Linked DNA regions of Gadus morhua: region 1 is linked to region 2. A link is a contact called in public Hi-C data. All regions are on one chromosome and are shown on one strand. The core of a region is the stretch at or near the end of the contact, and the rest is flanking DNA. Distances in the headings are between cores, read along the strand shown.

Region 1 (4,094 bases), core at 803-3,302, 170 kb before region 2:
AAGATTTCATCCATGCTCATTTAGGTTTTTTCTTGCCCTCTTTGGGTGCAAGGGTCAGGGGGGTGTCAAATATGTATGGCCTGTTAAGCTTCTTAAGACTAGCTGTGATTAAGGGCTATGGATACAAAATTGAATTGTTTTGAATTTAATTCCAACCGCCACTTGTCAGATGCCTTGCGATTGCCATACCCCCCTCAGGAGACTTCCTAGGGGTTTCCCATGGTGAGTACGAGCAAAAAGGCTACAGAAAAACCTTTTAGTTTGTGAAGAACAAATCCATCTACATCCTGGTAACTATGACAGCGAAAGGGGAAGGATTTAAAAATAAATAAATTCTCTGGGTGTGCACTTATTATTTACAGACCTACTCAAGTCCGCACCCTTCTTCTGCAAAAATATACCCTTTTCTTACCAAGTAGGCCTACAATAATACAAGTTTATTTTAACTCATGATTCAGTCGGTAGGCCTATTGGAAAAGAAGATGGCTAAAATGACTCCAAAAGCCACACAAAAGCACCAAAAACGATGTGCAGGGCTAAATGTAGATGTGCAAGCTGAAGCAAAGGACTTAATTTAGCTGAGTCACAGCAGCATTCAAACTTGTCATAGATGGCTTGCAGAAATATATGTGCCCATCCGGAACATCATCTCCAAAAATATATAAACATCAAATATAAACAAATACAAAACAGAGACAATAATAATCGTTTTTAAATTATCTTTAAAAAAAACTGTATTTGCACATAGTAGAACATTAAAAAATTACAGATTTGCATATTGATTTAGGTATCACAAAACCTGTTTTCGAGTTTTGAGTAAATGTTTGGCAGTTTGCCATGAGGAAACATAGCCACGCTCCCCCACAAGGTTATAATGTAACAAGGTTATAATGTAACAATGTCATTGTCAAGTATGCACTTTGTATGGTTGGTCAACTTTATACATTTATGTACGCATATTTAAAGTCAAAACATCTCAAAGTCAAAACAAATGAAACGGTGCCTTCGCGTTCCCATGCTTTATTAAAACATTTTTCTGAAGCGCCAACTAAACAAACACAATAAGGTACTTATTTAAAATATAAAACACAACTATCAAAATAAGATGGAACCATCAACCTCTACGTATCAAGGTACAAAATGAAAATAATATAAGAATGTAAATACAGTTACCGTTTCATCCCTTCGACCAGGGGTTCGAAACCTTCCTTGCACATAGCCCAATACACCATGACTTGGTGTTTTCTTATTTGCCAATTATTAATCATATCTTAATAATTTTCAGCTAAATCGTTTCTTCTACTATTTTATTAATCCTTCAAGGTTACGTGTTGAATCAATTATGTTCAAAGTATTTACTGTGTGTGTTATCGAGTGGGATAGAATGGAAGTGACTTTAATCAAACTTTGTTTGGGTTTGTCTATATTCACAACAGATCACAGGTAATATTCACCGACTTTCTTGTAAGAAGGATAGGCGTGTTTTTTGAGAAGTGTGATTCACTCTAAAGTCATGTGCAACAGCAGCCACTAGATGGAGCCAGTGCAGCGCGGAGTTCAGCTCTATCCCTGCCATATTTATTTCCATGCTGTCAACATCAGCGTCCTTGATCCCAATACAGGCAAATACACTAAACCTATGGCACTTTGTTTACTCAATTTAGTCAAATGATAGTATGGAAAACACAAATAAAATCACTAGTTCACCGGAATGTGTTCAATAAGACCATGTGTATTGAATGTGCACATTCGGCCGCCCTACCTATTAGTTTGGATATAGGGAGAAAAAAATGTTTTGAGAAACATCTATTTAACAATTGTGTACAGTATTTTATATAAACACATTTAAATACATAAACCATTTAAAAATGCAGGTCCATGCTTTTAGCTGACCAGAAAAAGTATGTCACTTCCTGCCCGTTTGTCAGCAACGATTTCCGCAAACCCACAATACTAGATCTTTAATCTTTAATCCGCTCGGTTCCATCGTGCGTTGACGGTTGCGTTAGACCATCCGCATGGTTGCAAAGCAGCGCACAAACGTTACGCCCCGGCACAACGTGGTTTGAATGAGTCCATTGAATAAAACCCCTGAATCAAGGTTCTGAACGTCCTGAGTCTGACCCGTTTGATACATTGATATGTGCCGGTAGTTTCAGACAAATTGCCTCGACTGTATCCTGCCCCAACTTAACAGCAGGTATTTACATATTTTTGTATGGTAACGTCACTGTTTACGAGGGAACACGTGTTTGTGTGGACAGTTTGTTGTTATTTTCCTCAAGGTCTTATGTCATGAATGCATTCTGAAGGGATGGATGGCATGCTAAGTAATATACATTGTTCTTGTCTTGAACAATAATACATACGTGCGGGCGTCTACTGTAGAGATAATACGGTGCTGGATCGATGGTTTAAGCGTTTATGTGTGCCGTCTGTCATCATCTAAGCAGAGTGCGGGCTCGTTACTCATTCGTAGATTGCATTGCTAGATAAAGAGTTCAACTGCTCTCTGCAACCTTGCAGTAAAGTGGCGCAATGCTAAAAAGAACGAGTTTAGGTTTTAGACTCAACAGAGCTGGTTGCAGCAATTGTCTTGTCTAAATGGCTGCGTTCAAATAATGGCCTTCGTTATATTCTTGCGTCCTTAATTCCGAAGGGGGTATCCATTTAGCAAACGCACCATTGTTGGATCGTGTGTGGCTTTTAAAAGCAGCAGAGTAAACACTGACTGACACGCATAACCAGGTTGACACACATGCATGAAGTACAACACCAAAACATTTATCCACGCTCACTTTTCCTGCCTCCTCTCTTCCCTCACCACCCTCTTTCAAAGTCACTGCTCCTTGGGCTGGTCAGTGTCCCCTCCCCTCCACCTTCAGAACCAGATGTTTCTCCCTAGCCCCCGGCCGCCTCCAGTCCTCTCACTGCTGGGACATTGAGCAACCTGTATCAATTTTCCACACTAGAACTTGGCTGTGGGACCGTAAGGGAACCTTGACAAATGGAATAATTGTTTCTGAGACGCCTGTGATCTGAGCCGTTTGATTCCCCTCCCCCTTTTTTTGTGGTAAAAAATGACTTTTTGTTGCCACTTTTTGGCTTTTATTTCCAATGGGTGCTTTTAAGAAGTCCTCAAATGCTAAGGATAAGGGAGTGGTCGCCATATGGAGATGAAATCCAAAGCCAGGGTCTGTCACTCTTGCGTTCTCCCACTTTCTCTTTCTCTGTCTCTCTGTCTCTCTCTGGCTCTCTCTGGCTCTTTCTTTCTCTCTCTGGCTCTTTCTTTCTCTTTCTCTGGCTCTTTCTCTTTCTGGCTCTTTCTCTCTTTCTCTTACACTCTCTCTGTCTCTGGCTCTTTCTCTCTCTCACACTCGTTCTCTGGATCTGTCTCTCTTTTTTACCCTCTATTTTTTTTCTCTCTCTCAGTACTTTGTTCGGATGGGGCCCAAAGCCTGCCTCTCGAGGGATGCAGGAGAATTTTCTTCGCCTCCAATTGACGACGCAATGGAGAGAGAATGCAAACAAATGATCCCCCTTTCTCTTTGATGCAGGCTTTGCTTTTCCTGTGTTGATCTAGATTTTGTAGGATTCTCATGAATATTCACTTACTGAGGGCTGACTTTGGTTACGTTGACTTGTGTCCACTTGTTATTATGGCTGTTCGCTGCTGGTCTTGGTACGGCTTGGTTTCCAAGCAATGGAGGAAAGGTTTCCTTTAACCCTGCTGTTGAAACCAAACTGAAGTGAAAAAGTATTATGCAATATTGTCAGCTGCGAGACTTACAAAACAGAACACTGTACATTAATTAAAACATACAAATCTGATTAATACCAAAGTTTATTAAAGCTCCATAGCATATCAATAAATCCATTTACCGTGTATTCTAACTTTAATGACATTGTTTTCCATAATTTTGATACATTTGATGTACTTAATGATTCTTCTGGGTCTGGCAATTTCTGTGTAAATCATCATGGTTGCATGCACTTATTAGTAATAAGTCGCTTTGGATAAAAGTTATATCGAGTGTCTCCATAAATAATGCATTAATACATTAATGTTTGGCCTATACAAATATGAGTCTGTA
Region 2 (4,331 bases), core at 1,177-3,676:
ACACACACACACACACACACACACACACACACACACACACACACACACACACACACACAGGGCTCTGTAACACAGTGTACCTAGCAGCACCCCCACTGAGGCGTGGCAGGAGAGTGGTCTCATGTACAGCTGTGGTGACTCATCCCAGCCCCCGAGGAGTGGAGCACAGTGTGTGTGTTTACCAACAAGCCAGATCCTATTACTTCATGTCCGTTCCTATATAGGATATGAGACATGAATGGAATAATTGTACAAGGACCCGGGTCCGGGTGATACGGAAGAATTGTTGCATTTGAAGCGTGTAAATGTATTTTGATATCTTGTGTGAGAGCCGTTTTGGTTGATAGCTCTCTGTCACCGGGTTTACCTTACACAACGGGTACAATTATAACCTCACAAATTCACACTCAGTCAGTACATACAGTCCGTGATATATTTTTACCACACTCTGTCCTCTGCTATAAATGCCAGTCACATGGACTGAAATATACTCAATTTTGTGATGAATCATCGTCATCCAACGCTGCAGTTTCCGTAACGTCATTGTTACGAGCGTTTTTCGTTATCAGTTGATTAGCTCTGCTGCTGATAGTGAAACCTCAGATCCTGGTACATCAGTGATGATGCATATGCTGAATCGAAACTCTGTGTCATCAACCAAAACCATTTTTTTATTGACGTGTCCCTTCTTTGTCCTCTTTTGTGGTTCCAGATCGTGTGAAGCAATCGGGCGGCAAGGTCCTGGTTCACTGTGAGGCAGGCATCTCTCGCTCGCCCACCATCTGCATGGCCTACATCATGAGGACCCAGCGGCTGCAGCTGGACGAAGCCTTCGACGTCATCAAACAGTGTCGGGCCCTCGTCTCGCCCAACTTCAGCTTCATGGGTCAGCTCCTGCAGTTCGAGTCGGAGGTCCTTTCCTCCGCCCCGGTCCACGTCGTGGCCACGCCGGAGCCGGCCACGCCCTGCGCGCTGGAGTCGGCGTCCTTCTTCACCAGCGAGTTCACCGTCCAGAACTTTGAGCCGTCCTCCGCGACGTTCAGCCTTCCTACCTCGTTCCTGGCCCCGCTGCCGCCGCCCCTTCAGACCCCGGGACACCGCCAGTTCAACCTGAGCCCGATAACAGCACTGCCTTAATAGTACACACAAACACGAGAACTGTGATTCTTGCTTATAGTCTTACTTGAAAAAACGACGGGGACGAAAAACTAAAATACACGTGTCGACGCTTTGTGTGTGTTTGTCTGCTGTTCGCACCAGCAAAGTCAGAGGACTGGATGATCACTGAAGGACACAGAAATGTCACGGTTATAGTATTTAAGTCTATGAAGTCTGTCGGCCACAGCCATGGATGCTGCTGGCTTGTCTTCTGTCGTTTTGAGTGAGAGAGCACAGCGTTGAACTGCAATATACATGCCTTAGGTTGATATTGTACTTGTTATTTGCTTATTGATACAGCCAGCCTGGTATTTGAACATAATTTATTTGATAATTATTGTCTGTCTGTCCTACTTTTCTCAACAAATGTGGTTGTCAATAAAAACAATGTACCACAGTTTAAAAGTTGTTTCTATCTGTTTTATAGCCTGCATTATATACAATTTGCAACATGCAACATGAAACGGATTTCCGTTATTCTTGGTTGTTTGGACCATGAGGCTACCCAACTGCCTACATTTCCTCTCTTCTAAAATACACTGTAGTGCCATAGTATGTTTTTCAGAAAAATTGGTTAAGACAGAGCCCGTCTACGGGCATTTTAGACATTCTCTGGTTTAAATAACAATGAAAAAGGTGAAGCAACAGTGACACCTGCAGTGACCTTGTAGCTTGACGGCTTAGTAACAAGTGGGTTTTGAGCATGGGAAAGTGCAGGAAAGGGTCAGTAGTAGCAGTAGTAGTAGTATATAACATCAAATATTACGAATATGTCTGTTTGAAATGATCCTGATTGCAGATTTATACAACTATAGAGCAGGGTAGTTTTATTTTTATTTTACCAAAGACTAACGTTAACAGAATACAATGGGGGTAGATCCTCACATTTTCGATTACACTTTCAAACTATTAGTTGTTTTTTTAAAAACCTATATTAATCAAATGTATACATCCCAAATGAATGACCGAAAACTTTCATCAGAATTGTTAAGTTCTCGAGGCCGGATGTCATTCTGAAGACCTGTTTTTTTTCTTTCACTCGCCGGTCACTCTTGGCGCCCTGCGCTCTCCCTCACTGGGTCTGTACCAACTGGATTAAAAACCTAACCTAATATGCTTAAATGTATTACATCAAAAAAATAGGTAAAAACATCCAAATGGAAATATAAAAACATACATTAAGTTCTTTATGAATATGGTTCGCTAAGTCATCATATATTTTATAATTTTATTTGATCCACGTACGATACAGAAAGTGGTATATTCCACCTCATCCCGCCCCCGACGCCATTTTCCATGTTATTCTGCCTGACCCAAATAATTCCGTATTTTTAGGACGGCTATTACTGTTAATTGCGATCAATTTTGGACAACTACGTTATCCCCCTTCTCCCTTTCGAGAAGAAGGGAGTTTATCTCCAAGTTGGAACAGGAGTTTCTACCTAGAGGACAATGTATATCAAACAGGTAAGCTAAAGCTAGCTGCAGACAGACTGTTAGCTCGGCTCATTGTATTGCTCTTTTTCTTGCAATGTTTCTGTATGGTTAGACACACGTTTCTCCCTAACTCTGTATCGCTTTAGATCTACGATGTAAGTCTGCTCCCACATTGGTATACAAAAGTAGCATGCTTTTAGGGCTAAGCTAGGCTAACGGGCTAGCATCGCTTTGAACTGCCCGCCCCCTCTCGCGGGTTAGCTAGGTCCGATCGCGAGCGTTCAGAGTGGCCCTGGCAGTGCAAACAGGTGGATTGTTATGGTTATTTATCCACCGATACCATCACCACACCGATAATAAATGGAGATAAAGGGCACAATTGATGGCCTACATTATTGTGTACATGATAAAGAATGCATCAGTCGTCTAGCTTTCAACATTGTCCAAGCGTTATCCTATGAACGAACCGACGTACTCAACGTGTGACGTGTGTGTGTGTGTGTGTGTGTGTGTGTGTGTGTGTGTGTGTGTGTGTGTGTGTGTGTGTGTGTGTGTGTGTTCTGTCCATTACAGTGACAGCACATTGCCTCCATAATCATCCCACAAATGACTTCTTAACCGTAGTAGATCCTTTGAGACACACCAGTCATGTCACGTTCAGACTGAAGTTAGACTTGAGTCTAACTTTGTCGTGTCTCAGGTGGAAACGGGGAGATATCTTGTCTGAGGGTCTCATTAAGCGTCCAGACTCCAAGCCTTGAACTTAATACCTCTGTGAATTGTTCTGCAGGTCATCATCCAGGGGTTCCGAAGTTACAGGGACCAAACGGTGGTAGATCCCTTCAGTCCCAAACATAATGTCATTGGTGAGTTGAACTGGTTGTAAACAATGTTGTAATCAAGCTTTAGGACTTCAATGACTCAAATCTCCATTGCAACTGTATTCGACACCAATGTATTGTTGCATTATTGTCTACCTCTTGGGGTTTTCCAATGTCTAAAACTGTATCATAGCCTCCAAAAAGTTGATTTCCAATATGGAAATGCAAAGCAATGTTCTAATCATATTGTGAAATTATTCTGCTTTTCTGAATTGTCTCTTCTGTCTTTTAACAGTTGGAAGAAATGGATCCGGGAAAAGTAACTTCTTCTACGGTGTGTATTATGCCACACATCAATACATGTCTTTTTTGTGTAGTTGGCAATGTATCCATCATTAGCTAAATGTTGTCTCCAAATCCATTTTGTTTTCTATAGCAATTCAGTTTGTGCTCAGCGATGAATTCAGCCACCTTCGCCCAGAACAGCGATTGGCCCTACTCCACGTAAGTACACAGTATTAAGCGTTCAATAGATATATTGTTCTGTTTATAGTACAATGTTACACATTTGTTGTGTTGGCCGATATTAAATAAGACCTTTGTTGGCTTGCCTTCCATAATGTTTGTATAAACATGCCTAATGTTGTTTTGTTTTGGAGTGGAAGTAAGGGGATATTTGGCATTTTTAGCATTCAAAAACAATAAACAATACAATAAATAGAAAATATAAATTTTTATAAATTGTTGTTAACATTGTCTACAATGATCCATCTCTAGCTATATATCTATATCATTACAGTTTATAAGTTGTATTTGCAGCATTAATCACCATGTTAAAGAAAACAATGTATTTTCTCCAAACTCCAGGAGGGTACCGGTCCTCGCGTCATCTCTGCTTTTGTGGAGATCATTTTT

Evidence for each region. Hi-C and Micro-C count contacts between places; a contact is called where the count stands out from the background.
Region 1: a Hi-C map of gill shows a contact between it and region 2, with 4 times the contacts expected there. The contact joins the promoter of add3a here to the promoter of smc3 in region 2. A contact is called at or near these places in 2 of 6 Hi-C or Micro-C datasets (gill and gonad).

Annotation. Positions count from the first base shown.
Region 1 is chr3:24,628,549-24,632,642 of gadMor3.0, reverse strand. add3a (adducin 3 (gamma) a) reads left to right here and starts at 2,052. Exons shown (of 17, transcript XM_030352175.1): 1 at 2,052-2,200.
Region 2 is chr3:24,460,104-24,464,434 of gadMor3.0, reverse strand. It overlaps smc3 (structural maintenance of chromosomes 3), which reads left to right and starts at 2,426. Exons shown (of 29, transcript XM_030351348.1): 1 at 2,426-2,625; 2 at 3,386-3,461; 3 at 3,712-3,750; 4 at 3,853-3,920; 5 at 4,284-4,331. The coding sequence starts at 2,611. dusp5 (dual specificity phosphatase 5) reads left to right here. Exons shown (of 4, transcript XM_030352407.1): 4 at 713-1,563. The coding sequence ends at 1,137.